Linked DNA regions of Sus scrofa: region 1 is linked to region 2. A link is a contact called in public HiChIP or PLAC-seq data. All regions are on one chromosome and are shown on one strand. The core of a region is the stretch at or near the end of the contact, and the rest is flanking DNA. Distances in the headings are between cores, read along the strand shown. Region 1 has its middle 27 kb from the start of BMF. Region 2 overlaps ANKRD63 (ankyrin repeat domain-containing protein 63).

Region 1 (5,883 bases), core at 2,508-5,007, 170 kb after region 2:
AAAAAAGTCAAAAGACAAAAAAAAAAAAAATCAGTGAGACGAAGTGTGAAGGTGGGGAAGCCGTGATGAGTTGAGGGTCAGGGGGAGAGAAATAGACATAGTGATGCAGTGCAGCAGATAGGTCTCCTGCCCTGCACTCAGTGGAGTGTGGTACCTGGAGAGTGACATGGGAACATGCATGACAACCCTTTCCTGCCCTATCACCCCCACAAACATCTTATCCCTCAAAGATGTGTTTTTCTGGTCCAATCCAGCCTGAAGTACCAGTGGTATCCTTTGCTGCTCAACTGAGGCAAGAGAACTCTCTTCCATCCTTAAGGAAAGCTGGCTGTCTGGGATTTCCTGAGAAGTGATCTGTCAGCTTGTATTTCATGGGTGTCTGAAAGGATTTTCAAGGGCAGTTTTCACTTCCTGTGATTTGGGCCTTGCAGGAGGTCTTGGAACCAGTTCCTGTGGAAAATGAGGCTCCACTGGACCCTAAATCCAGCCATTCTTAATCCCTTGCTTCCCGGGAGGAGTTTTTGCCCTCTTAAATGAGAAGGCTCTGAGTGAAATTGGAATTGCCCTGAAGGGAGGGTGAGAGTCTGTGATGTAAGTGGTACCCTGTCTGGCTGCGGCTTTGAGACCATTCAGAGGTGCTCCGGCTCCATGCTACCCTGCAGCGGATCACTAGCATTTGAACTAATGCCAAGTCCTGCCTGTGAGAGGAGACAAATAAGGTCCATTGAATGAGTTGACCAGCCCTGGCTGAGCCCCTCACTAGGAGGCCCTTACCGTGACACCACTGCAAGCCCACGCACAGATTTGAAAGAAACAGGCCACATGATTCTGGTCCTCAGCATCACGTCCTAAAAGAAAGTCAGTTGCTATGAAGCAGTGGAAACCCCACCTGACTGGGATTAAGGAGACTGGGTTTTTAAGCTGACTCTGTCACTAACTGGCTGAATGACTTTAGGCAGGGAAGTGACTTCACATCTTTGGTCCTTGGGCAGAGAATACATAGACTTGAATTTTTATATAAGACTTCAGGCAGTTTATTGGTTCTCTTTATCTGTCACGTGGTCTCTAGGTTTAAGGACTCTAAGGAAAAAAGAAAAAAAACCACAAAACCCTCACAACCACCCCCCCCCACAAAAAAAAGAGAGTACTGCAGAGACTTAGAAACCAAAGCAAGCTCTTGCCTCATTCTGCCTCTGCTTTTTTTTTTTTTTTTAATTTTTAGGGCCGCACCCATGGCCTATGGAAGTTCCCAGGTTGGGGGTCAAATCAGAACTGCAGCTGCCAGCCTACGCCGCAGCCACAGCAATGTGGGATCCCGGGCGCATCTGTGAGCTACACCACAGCTCATAGCAATGCCAGATCCTTAACCCACTGAGCGAGGCCAGGGATTGAACCTGAATCTTCATGGATACTGGTCAGGTTCTTAACCCACTGAGCCATAACGGGTACTCCTCTGCCCCTGCTTTCACTTAGACCATGAGCAGTGACCCTCCCTCCCAGACACTTCACCCTTGTGTCTGCCCTCAAGGAGGGTGGTGCAGTCTTGAGAGGCACTGTATTTACTGCTTTTTCTTTAAAAAATTTTTTCTTTGTTTTTGGCCACACCTGCATGTCATGTAGAAGTTCCTGGGCCAGGGATTGAACCCAAGCCACATCAGTGACTTGAGTAGCTCAGGGACAACACTGGATCCTTAACCCATTGAGCCACAAAGGAACTCACTCCACTGCTTTTTTGATTTCAGAGCTGCCCACTTCTCCATCAGCACACAGGGGGATCTGAAGCTGTGACAGCAGTCTGGTCTTTTCAGGGCCCTCAGCCCAGGCAAGGGTTGTCTTTGTAGCCCTTCTGTCTTATCCAGCTTGAAAAAGAGGGCAGTGAGTCTGGGTGCCTTCCTTTAAACTCAGGAATGAAAGGGGTTTCTCATGAAGGTGTCTCAGAGGAGCATGCTGAAGGAACTATTGCAGAGAAATCTGACCCTGAAGGTGAAGGAGACCACGGCCTGTGGCTGTGGGAGACCCAGAAGCTGATAAGGGCAAGGTCTGGGAACTCTGAGCCCCCTGATAAAAGGTTCTTGCTTTTCACCTGAGTGAGCCCAGGGTTCTGCTCAGTGATCCTATCTTTGAAGTAGAGAGGGTTCAGTGCCCAGTAGCAACCTCGTTTCTTACACATCATTACATTTGCCCAGTGCCTTTGAGCACCAGAAACAAATGTCACTGGTCCTGTACACATACACGCACACACACATACACACACACTCTCTCTCTCTCAAGTGGGATGGGTACTCTTTTTTTTTTTTCCAATGAATTTTATTATATTTATAGTGTACCAATCATCATCACAACCCAAATTTAGAATATTTGGGATGGGTACTATTTTAAACAGTGAGCACAATCTGGTAGATCAGCCCTGAGTCTGGTAGATCAAACCTGGGGTCAACGAGCCTTTTGCCAGAGCAGTAAGTCTCCGTACTGCCTCAATATGCTGTTGCTGTTGCCATACACATAATTTTGGTTATTACGCCCCTGACATATAGAGAAGAGACATTGACATTTCATCACCTGGGGAAACTGAAATTCACCTGTAAGAATGAATGCCATACTGCCAGGACCACTTCTCACCACTGGAAGCCACTTTTTACCTGGTGCAACCATCAGCATTTCCTTGATTAGTGTGTGCATGGCTTTGTGCCTTTCTGGACAGACTCCTGGTGGCAGAAACTGGTCTGTCTCATTCACTGCTATATCCCCACTGTCCAGCAAAGAACCGACACTTGCAAGATGCTCAGAAACTTTTGTGGAAGGTAGGTGTGATGAGTAACAATGGGAGGAATGGGATGAGTACTGTTGTGATGTTCCTCGAAATACACCATCCTCTGCCATATCTATTTCTGAACCCCACCCAAGAAGTCCCATGGGTTTAGGCTGTAAGTGGCAAAATTAATCTTGTTTCCTTTTCCTTCCTGGCGAAAGTCTGGAAGTCAGATTTTTGCAGACTTTCAGGAAACATGCTCACTTGAGTCAGATTGAATACAGCAATTTCTGGGCAGAGGTGGGGTCGTGGAAAGGGTATGCTGGCACTGGGGCAGGTGGGCTATGAGTAGGGTAGGATGGTGGTCCAGGCTGAGGGCCACCTGCCTCACTCAGTGCTGGCCGTGAGCAGAGCCCATGCTCATCAAGCAAACATGGGTCCCCCAGCACCTGGGTGAATGATGCTGCCGTGGGCTGCCAGCGCCTTAAGGCACAGCCTGCTGACTCAGCCCACCACCTTCCCACAGGCAGTGCCAACCCTCTGGAGGAGAAGTAAGAGGGGCAATGATGGGGAGATGTGGGCCAGGCTGCAGTGTTGTCTCCTCTGTTCATCCCAGCCGTTCAGAAAGCGGGAGAAGTTGTGGGGAGCACAGGAACAGCCTGCGGTGTTTAGATGTTAGGACTAGTAGGAAGTTCTATCATATAACCTAACAAAAACTTGCCCCTTGGACATTGCTCTTGCTTCCAGTTGCTTCAGCTTGCCTCTTCTCAACACTGGCTACGGGAATACCTGAGTTCCTTTGCAAGCCAAGGAAGCGCTATTTAGATGTTTTTTGTTTTGTTTTGTTTTGTTTTTTAAGTTCTTTGTTCTGCCGTGAGCCACAAACAGAAGCTCTCCCCGTGGAAGCCCAGGAGTCTGACACAAAGAGTTAAGCTCCCTCCAGTGGTATCCTATCAGCCCCTTGAAACCTGTGTCAGCGCTCTCCTTCCCGCTCCCCCTGTGTTTAGCCTCAGGACTGCCAATCGCTAGCTCCCAGCACACAAAGGCTTCTCTGTTTCTGGCCAGGCTGGAGTCACATGCTTTCACTCTTAACCCCAGAGCTTTAAAACTAAACACCCACCCTCTTTGGCCCTGGATGACCCTGTTTACGTCTGCTGAGCCAATTCCAAACAGCAGCAGTAGCGAAAACTTCTGTCCGGAGACACTTCTCCACTATTGGTGTAAAAGAACAAATCTTCACTTTGTATAACACAAGGACTTTAAGAAGTTTTGGGAAGCTACTTAGAGGGGGAAAAAAAAAACCCTTAAGGAAGCCAGCAGCCTGCCCCCAACTTCTCTATTTTCTAAAGTGTCACTTACCAGAGAAAGCAAAGACTCAGGATAAAGCTTGCAAGAAACAGAGAATGGTGAGCAGAGATTTAATGGCCGAAAGGGAAGCACATTCTGAATTTTCTTATTGAGATCCTAATTTTATTTATCTCTTAAGGAAAGGGCTGTTTAAAATTTATTATTATTTTTTTTAATGAAAGATTTTTCTCTTTGCTCCATGTCACTGATATCAGGAAAGAAAGATTCCCTTCCTTGGTTTAAGGGAGTGATTTGTGAAAGTCTAAGAGGAGTTTCTTCTGGAAAGGAGGTCTGTACTGATCCATTTCAGAGTTCTGGGTCAAAAGGACTTGCATTTCTGTTTTTCCCTAAAGATTTCTTTTCTTTCAGTCTTTGTGTTAGCCCATGTTAGCTGTGAAGGAAGTCAAGTTTCCTTTGATTGTTCTTACCCTGATCAAAGTGGTAGAAGTGGAAGGGAAAATACCAGAGCCTGAAATTGCTGGTAACATCGGAGGCCTCAGATTAGGTACTTGTAAACAGTAGCGATAACAGAATTGATCCAGTGCCTATTGGTCTCATGTCCATCCCCAAAGAAAGGAGTGGAGATGGGGCCAAGGAAATCAATTCTGCGTCCTAGGGGTCAGTGAAATTCCATAGGGAATGGCAAGTAAGTTTCATTCCTAGTGATGATACAGAGAAATTAGCAGCCACCTGTGTTGGGAAGGATTTGGATACTACATCTAGACAAACGTAGCAGAAAAGACTGCCACGATCTATAAACACGGTCTGCTGGGCATGGGAGGAGGAAGTGACGGCACATGTTTGCTATCCCTGTCCTCATGCAATCTCAGAAAGTTAGACTATCATCCATATGTAAAGATAAGAAAACACAGGCAGTTCCAGAGAGGAAATGGCAGACAGAATGAGAGAAGACATAGTAATTATGGCAAAGACACTGGAGCTCACTAAACACTGTATTTAGTCCTGCATATTAGGGGGGCCATGTAACAACTTCTGAGCAGTGACGTAAAAGCAGAAATGCTGTGTCATCTTCAGGCTGGGGCAGAAAATACCCATGAGCCTTTATTTTTTTTTTAACTTTCTTCCCCTTCTTCCACTGGTTGAGGCAGCCTCTCATTCCAGGGAGTGCAGCCACACATGCTGTAACCTTTGTTACCCTGGGTCCCTGAGGACTATGTGGAGCAGAGTCCCTGGCCAACGTGGGATGAACACATAGCTCGGGAAAGAAAGATGACTTTTTGTGTCCATGGGAATCTCAGAGTGATTTTATTACTGCAGCATACACTAGCCTATCCTGACTAACACAGCTACCAAGGGGGAATAATTTTTCCTTTTCTTTTTTTTTTTTTTTTCTTTGATTTTCTGCTTACATTTGAGTTTACTATTTCAAAAAAATGAAGTGACAGAACTCTGAAAATCAACTGTATATGTGTATGAGTATATATGAGTGTCTCCAGTCTGGAAGATACCTTTTGAAATAGAGATTATGATTCAGCAAAATAGTGAAAACATTTGTCAAAAGTAATTTGAAAGTATACATTAGATACAAATATAGTACATTTCATATACTAGACATAACTAATATTTTATATTTGAGACATAATTTCAGTACTAGTACTTACTCTACCAATACTACCGTCACTGCCTGGGGCCAGAGAGGATGGTGAGTAGGATCACCGACGAAAAGGAAAGAAAAGATTTCAAATTCATGAAAACACTAATGCGAGGGTCCTTGGGCTGGAGAAATCTAGATATAAAAAATAAAAGAGACCTTGGCCAGTTCATCA
Region 2 (5,649 bases), core at 1,131-3,630:
AGTCTCTCACCTTCTTTAAAGGCCGGCCCTTCATGTCATGGAAGCAGGGAATAGAAGACTGGTTCCATCCGCTACAGCCTCCCAAGCCGGGCCTACTTCCCTCAGCCCTAATGCTCCGACCTGAGTGCTTCCGGTTTGGGAAGGGGAGTTTCCTTCCCCTTGCCCTTGCCAGGTTTTTCTACACCTTTGTCAGCCAGGCGGGCAGGAGAGTTGACCTGTAGAACAAAGGCCTAGCCTCTCCCAGCCCACCCTCCACCCCAGTGATGCTGACTATAGTACCCACAGGACTTAAGTCTCCCTTCCCCTTAGGTATTGGAGAAGGGGAGCCAGGAGACAGGCCCCGGAGCCTCTCTCCACAGAAGAGAAAGAATCTGGAGGTTAGATTTTTTTTCTGGGGAAAAACTGCCTCAAGACCTTAAAGAACATTTTTGGGGTGGTAGGAAGGTCAGTTGTCCCTTGAACCAGCTTCTGGGTAATTCCAGCTTACTCTGCCTCAGCCCAAGGCAGACCCTAGATTCAACTTCATTGACCATGTGGGGTCATTGCCTCCTGCCAACCATTATCCAGCCCAGCGCAGCTCTGGGCTCTAGAGCCTATTTCCTCTCACTCTCTGAAGCCTGAAATGGAAAAGATTTAGCACTTCCCCCGCCCCCACCCCCTCCCAGCTCCCCCGTCCTGCACGTGGGTGCTCCCGCAGGGTAGAATGGTTGCAAGGGCTTTAATTGTATTTCTTCCAATCCTCAAAGAACTTGTGTTTTGAGTCTTTGTATATGAAGCAGAAAGCAGCGGGTCTGATCCGAGGCTTAAGAACCTGACAACGTCTCTTTAAATAGAAGCTCCGCGAGGGGGATAATTGACTGAAGTGTTTGCCACGTTAAACGGGCGGCGCGCGGGAGTCTGAAGCCCACACGAGCCGCAGGTCCGAGTTTAAATTACATCAAACTCCGGCGGTTGCTGGAAGGGGGCTGTTAAACGGTTCCTGCTTCTCGCTGAGCCGTTAATGGAGGGCAGGGCGGATGATGGATGCTAGAGGTCGAAACCAAGGACCCCTGCCTTTGCCCAACGCGTGGGACGCTGGCCCGGCCCTGCTTCAGTACTGGGCAGATTAGTGAGTCAGAGGCCACCGCGGAGAGATGGTTAACGGCCTTTTTCGGGCCTGGTATTTTGTCCCCTCTGTCTTCGCCCCCGACTCCTCTTTGTGTCCGCCTAGCGAGAAGGGTCGAGGGCGGGTGGGGGGGAGGTGGGGCGGTGTCTAGCGAATCGCGTGCCCCAGAACCCTGTGGCAGTGCCTGCACGTGTATCTATGCGCCCGTATATACAGCCTGCCCGGTGGCGGCTCGAGGGGAAGTTTCGTTTTTGTTTTTAATGAACCCCGAAGGTTGATCGTGCAGCCCCTCACCTGCCTGCAATGGGGTCTTTTTAAAACGTCGGTCTATTCGTCTTCGCAAAACGGAAGTTTCTCACCAGTAACTCCAAGGGAACTACCCAGAGCAAGAATGATCTATGATGAGAAATTAGGCCTGGGGTGAGGATTGGGTGATCAGGGGCGGGCCTTGTGTAGGTGTCAGATACGTTGTCTATGCTTCTAACCCCCTCCAGAGGCCACAAGGGCGCGAGGGCCCGGACAGTGGACGTGATCTCTGGTGCCCTCTGGTGGCAACGGTGCGCTTTCCTCGCTGCACTCTGGCACGGAGTCTGACTTCTGGGGTTTTTTGGAATCACCGCCATGTACTTCTCCCTACGTGTGTATTTACCCATGGAATTCACTTCTTCTTGTAGTATATTAAATCCGGATACTTGAAGTCATTTCACAGCAGTGAAGTGAGAGACAATGAACAAAAAACTCGCATTTGGAGTAGCAGGAGCCCAGACCCTTCACTTAGGACTCCCAAGATCTTCCCAGTTAAGGCTCGGTTTGGAGAGCTCCTGATGTCTTCTGAGAAACTGGAGCTTCCAACCCATCCCTTATGACTTCTGAACCTTGGAACCTACTGATTATGCACTGTTTTCTTCTGATAAGATTTGCTTTGTTTCTGGGGTGCTCTGCCCTTTCCCTACTCTTTTCTGCCCAGATATCTGCCTCTTCTCTGTCCCACTGTCTGGGTGGTGGTGGGATGATACTGAAGCACCTGAAAAGCCAGAGGAGAGGATCTGGGGTGGGGTGGAGGATAATTGGACACCCCAAGAGCAAACTCCTTTTTTCTGATCTTTGCTTGCTCACTTATCCTTATCCAACTGTTTGATTTTCATGAAGTTTTTAATGGTGTAAGAATATGAATGTTTTGGCTTCAAAATACCACGAGGTCTTGGTTGCAGTTATGTTGAAGGTGCTGTCAGTCATGTTTCACGTGTCACTAACACAGGTCTTTGAACTCACCTTGGGCCTTTTTTATTGGGTAAAGAACCACGAAGTCTCCTCTCTGTGGAGTCGCCAAGGGTTTGGTGGTTGAAAGTGATATTTCTAAAAAACCACAGCAGATCTTTCCTGTCTGAACTGAATTGTGTGTTTGACTTGCCTTGCTGTTCTTGCAGATTTCTTACCAGGTCCAGCTCTGTTCAGAAGTTAAAACATTTCACCACATTTCACTCAGCTGAACTTCCTCTCATTGTCAGCCCTGGAGCACTGAGGCTGAGGGGCCTCTCAAGCTCGCTCCATTTTAGCAGAGACTTTTCTGAATATTTTGCTTTTCTAACTCTTGTTGCTTTCGTTGTTGTGAAGACACCTGTGCCACTGGCACTGGTACTCTTGGTTCAAGCTCAGAACTGTTCTGTGTGTGAGGCTAAATGACATACGCGCACGCTTTTGGTGGAAGGACTGTTAGAACTCAAAAGAATAGTTAATAAATCCAGTGTTATTCAGTTGCAAGAACTGGCCTCTCTTTGTCTTGCTAACCACGCCTGACTCCGGGCTCCCGTTGGAGAGGTGGAAGGGTGAGCCTGCTTCCTCAGCCTCCAACACTGCCCCGCCCTCCGCTGCTGCCTCCTGCAGGTAAGACTCAGGGCTACTTCCCGCTGAGCGGGTGGGACTGGGGCCCTCGGACCTAGGCGGCTGTCTAGGTGGGCATGCAGTGGGGAGCAGAAGAAGCTCAGCAGGACTCCCTGCTCCTGGGTAAGAAGTTTCAGTGAATCAGGGCAGAGAAGGGGTAGGATGAGACCTTAGGAAGGAAGTGCTGGAATCAGTGTCAAGAGCTAGAAGGTTAAAGACCCAGGTTTCTTGGTTTCTGGTTGTACTTCTCCCGGTCTTCCTCCATTCTGAGAACTGAAACAGAGATTGTTTTCTCACTCCAAGCAGTTCCAGGCTACTTCCTAATGAACAGCTTGGGGAGAGCAGCCTCTTGACTTTCCAGGGGGTGAGAAGCAAATGGGGGAAGGGAGATGCTGCTGAAGAAAGTGGTCATCAGCCCTGCTGGCTCCCTCCCAGCCCCTGAGGTGCCCTGACTTTCGAGGCTGGGTTCTTCTCCCCTGAGAAGGAGGCCTGTCTGTTTCTCAGCCCTTGCTCTCCCAACGGCCTTTCACTTCCTGTTTCCCTCCTCTGCCCTCATTTCAGGCTCACGTGTCTCTAGGGAGTTGGATTTTCTGTGGATCAGAGTGACCACTGGGGAGCTCACATGGGGGGGGCACCCTGGACACCCACTACAGCATGGCCAGTTGGAAGACAGCCTGGCTTCACTCCCAGAGACAGCAGGAAGGCCACGGGTTTTGAACACTCAGTTTAATTTAAAACGGGCACAAGTGCAAACAAACTTCACAAAAGTTTCTACGGTAGATGCTTTTGTTTTTAAAACTCTGACCCCTTAAAAAAAAGTCATCACAATTTTTGTTTGTTTGCCCCAAAGCAGACCACTAGGGAGCAGAGGAATCTAAAAATATTATCTAGACAGGGTCCAGACACCTGGATTCTTCCCTGGGATTCCTTGTCTCACAACAGCCCTGAAGGTAGGGGAGGGGAGGACAAGGAGACAGGTGTCAGAGGAGGCAGCTGGGGGTAGGTGGTTTGCACAGATGGGGTACCCATTCTGGTGACATGATGGAACCCCGGGAGCTGGTGCACCCCCCAGAACAGGATTTTGAAAAGAACAGGTCCCCTGAGCACACACACATGCACACATACACACACACAAAAGATCGGGTCCCTGATGACCTGATTATTGAGATGAAGCCCTCAGGTAAAACAGAGTTTGTTCCCTCACCATTCTGGTCACAGGACAGGAGAAACTCAGAAAACTGCCAAGCTTCAACACAGACCTCTTTACTGGTCAGGTAGAAACTTGGGATGTAAGAGGCGGGAAGCCAGGCCAAGGAAGCAGGTCCCTTCAGAACTTAGTGGGAGAGAGGAGGGAAGCCAGCTGTGGGTGACCTTCTGACACGTGTGTACACCCACACGCACGCACACACGTACACACATCCTGTAAAGTGAGACCACCTTTACCACCAGCTGCCTTCTTCCTCTTTCACCCAGAAAATGCCCCCCCTCATGGCCCTGAGCAGGCAGGCTGTTCACAGTTGGGCATGGGCTGTGCAGGGAGAATGTTGTCAGCACAGGTGGGTTGGAAGCAGGTGCAGGTTGGACTGTGCCTTCAGAAGGTCAGACACAAGGGAGGAAGACGGACTCGGGCAATAAACACCTTTCCTGTGGCCCTAACACCCCAGGGTCTGGAACTGGAATTGAGAAGAGCAAGCATCCTGGTGAAGACAGGCAGTCTGCCTCTTGGGTGACCTGGGATGTTCACGTACAACTACCTTTATAAAAATTGCAGCAGCCTTTTCTGCTGTGTTGGCTACAGAGGCCAGAATCGCTGGTCTCCATGTTTCGTAGAAATATCCCTGTGCAAATAACAAAGGGTCATCCTGTGGAAGGGGTCTCCATCATGCCAAAGGCAACTGGGGACTCTTGGGAGGGAGAGTGACCGAGGGGCAGGTCCGGCCTGGCCCAGTGGGCTGAGGGGTGGTGGGGGGGGGTGGGGCTTCACATTCAATCTTTGGAGAGAATACTGAGAGAATGAGGCAGGCAGGCAGGCCCTGTTGGCAATCTGGTGGCCTGGTGTCCGCTGCCTGTGGGCACAGGTGGCAGGTGCACTCCGAGGGTGGGCTCAGCAGGTGGAGGTCTGCTTGCGGTAGAGCTGGATCAGGGGCACCAGGCACTCAGGCAGTCCTGTCTGCAGCAGGAAGGGGTGGTCCAGGAGCTCCTGGGCTGTGGCTCTCTCCTGGGGGTCCCGCACCAGCATCCGTTCTAGGAAGTCTCGCAGCACAGGGGAGACCTGTGGAGGCAAGGCAGTGAGAGGAAGCCACAGTTTGAGCCACTTTGGGGTGACCCAATCTGCCTGGCCCAACCTCATCTGAAAGTCTTAAATTCTTTCTTTTCTTACTTCCTCTTTCCTCCCAGACTCAGCACTTTTTGAATTTTCAGGTAGGTAAAGAAAGTCTGCATCAGCCCAGGAAAAGTAGCCAGGTGACCTATAGGGGGAGCTGCTGAGCAATGGAATTAGGATACCTGGAGGGCTGAGGTGCTGGCTCCAAATACAGGCCATCCCTAACCCTGCTTCTTCTTTTTTGTTGTTGTTGTTGTTGTTGTTATTGTCTTTTTGTCTTTTAGGGCTGCACCAGCAGCATGTGGAGGTTCCCAGGCTAGGGGTCAAATCAGAGCTGTAG

The links. HiChIP or PLAC-seq counts read pairs in DNA pulled down with a chosen protein or histone mark.
Region 1: a contact with region 2 is called in an H3K27ac HiChIP or PLAC-seq map of alveolar macrophages. The contact joins two enhancer-like sites. A contact is called at or near these places in 1 of 47 Hi-C or Micro-C datasets (embryonic fibroblasts) and 1 of 2 datasets of contacts at active chromatin or transcription factors (alveolar macrophages).

The regions. Positions count from the first base shown.
Region 1 is chr1:131,202,169-131,208,051 of Sscrofa11.1, forward strand. No RefSeq gene overlaps it. Among named protein-coding and RNA genes, the nearest start is that of BMF, 27 kb to the left of the region's middle. Within about 2 kb of position 3,758, at least 56 of the 83 cell types and tissues checked have an H3K27ac peak or open chromatin away from gene starts, as enhancers often do. A contact at or near this core is called in alveolar macrophages, where this site is marked.
Region 2 is chr1:131,035,616-131,041,264 of Sscrofa11.1, forward strand. ANKRD63 (ankyrin repeat domain-containing protein 63) reads left to right here. Exons shown (of 1, transcript XM_021097815.1): 1 at 1-4,733. PAK6 (serine/threonine-protein kinase PAK 6) reads right to left here. Exons shown (of 11, transcript XM_021097802.1): 11 at 3,698-5,258. The coding sequence ends at 5,091. Among named protein-coding and RNA genes, the nearest start is that of ANKRD63, 5.8 kb to the left of the region's middle. Within about 2 kb of position 2,381, at least 15 of the 83 cell types and tissues checked have an H3K27ac peak or open chromatin away from gene starts, as enhancers often do. A contact at or near this core is called in alveolar macrophages, where this site is marked.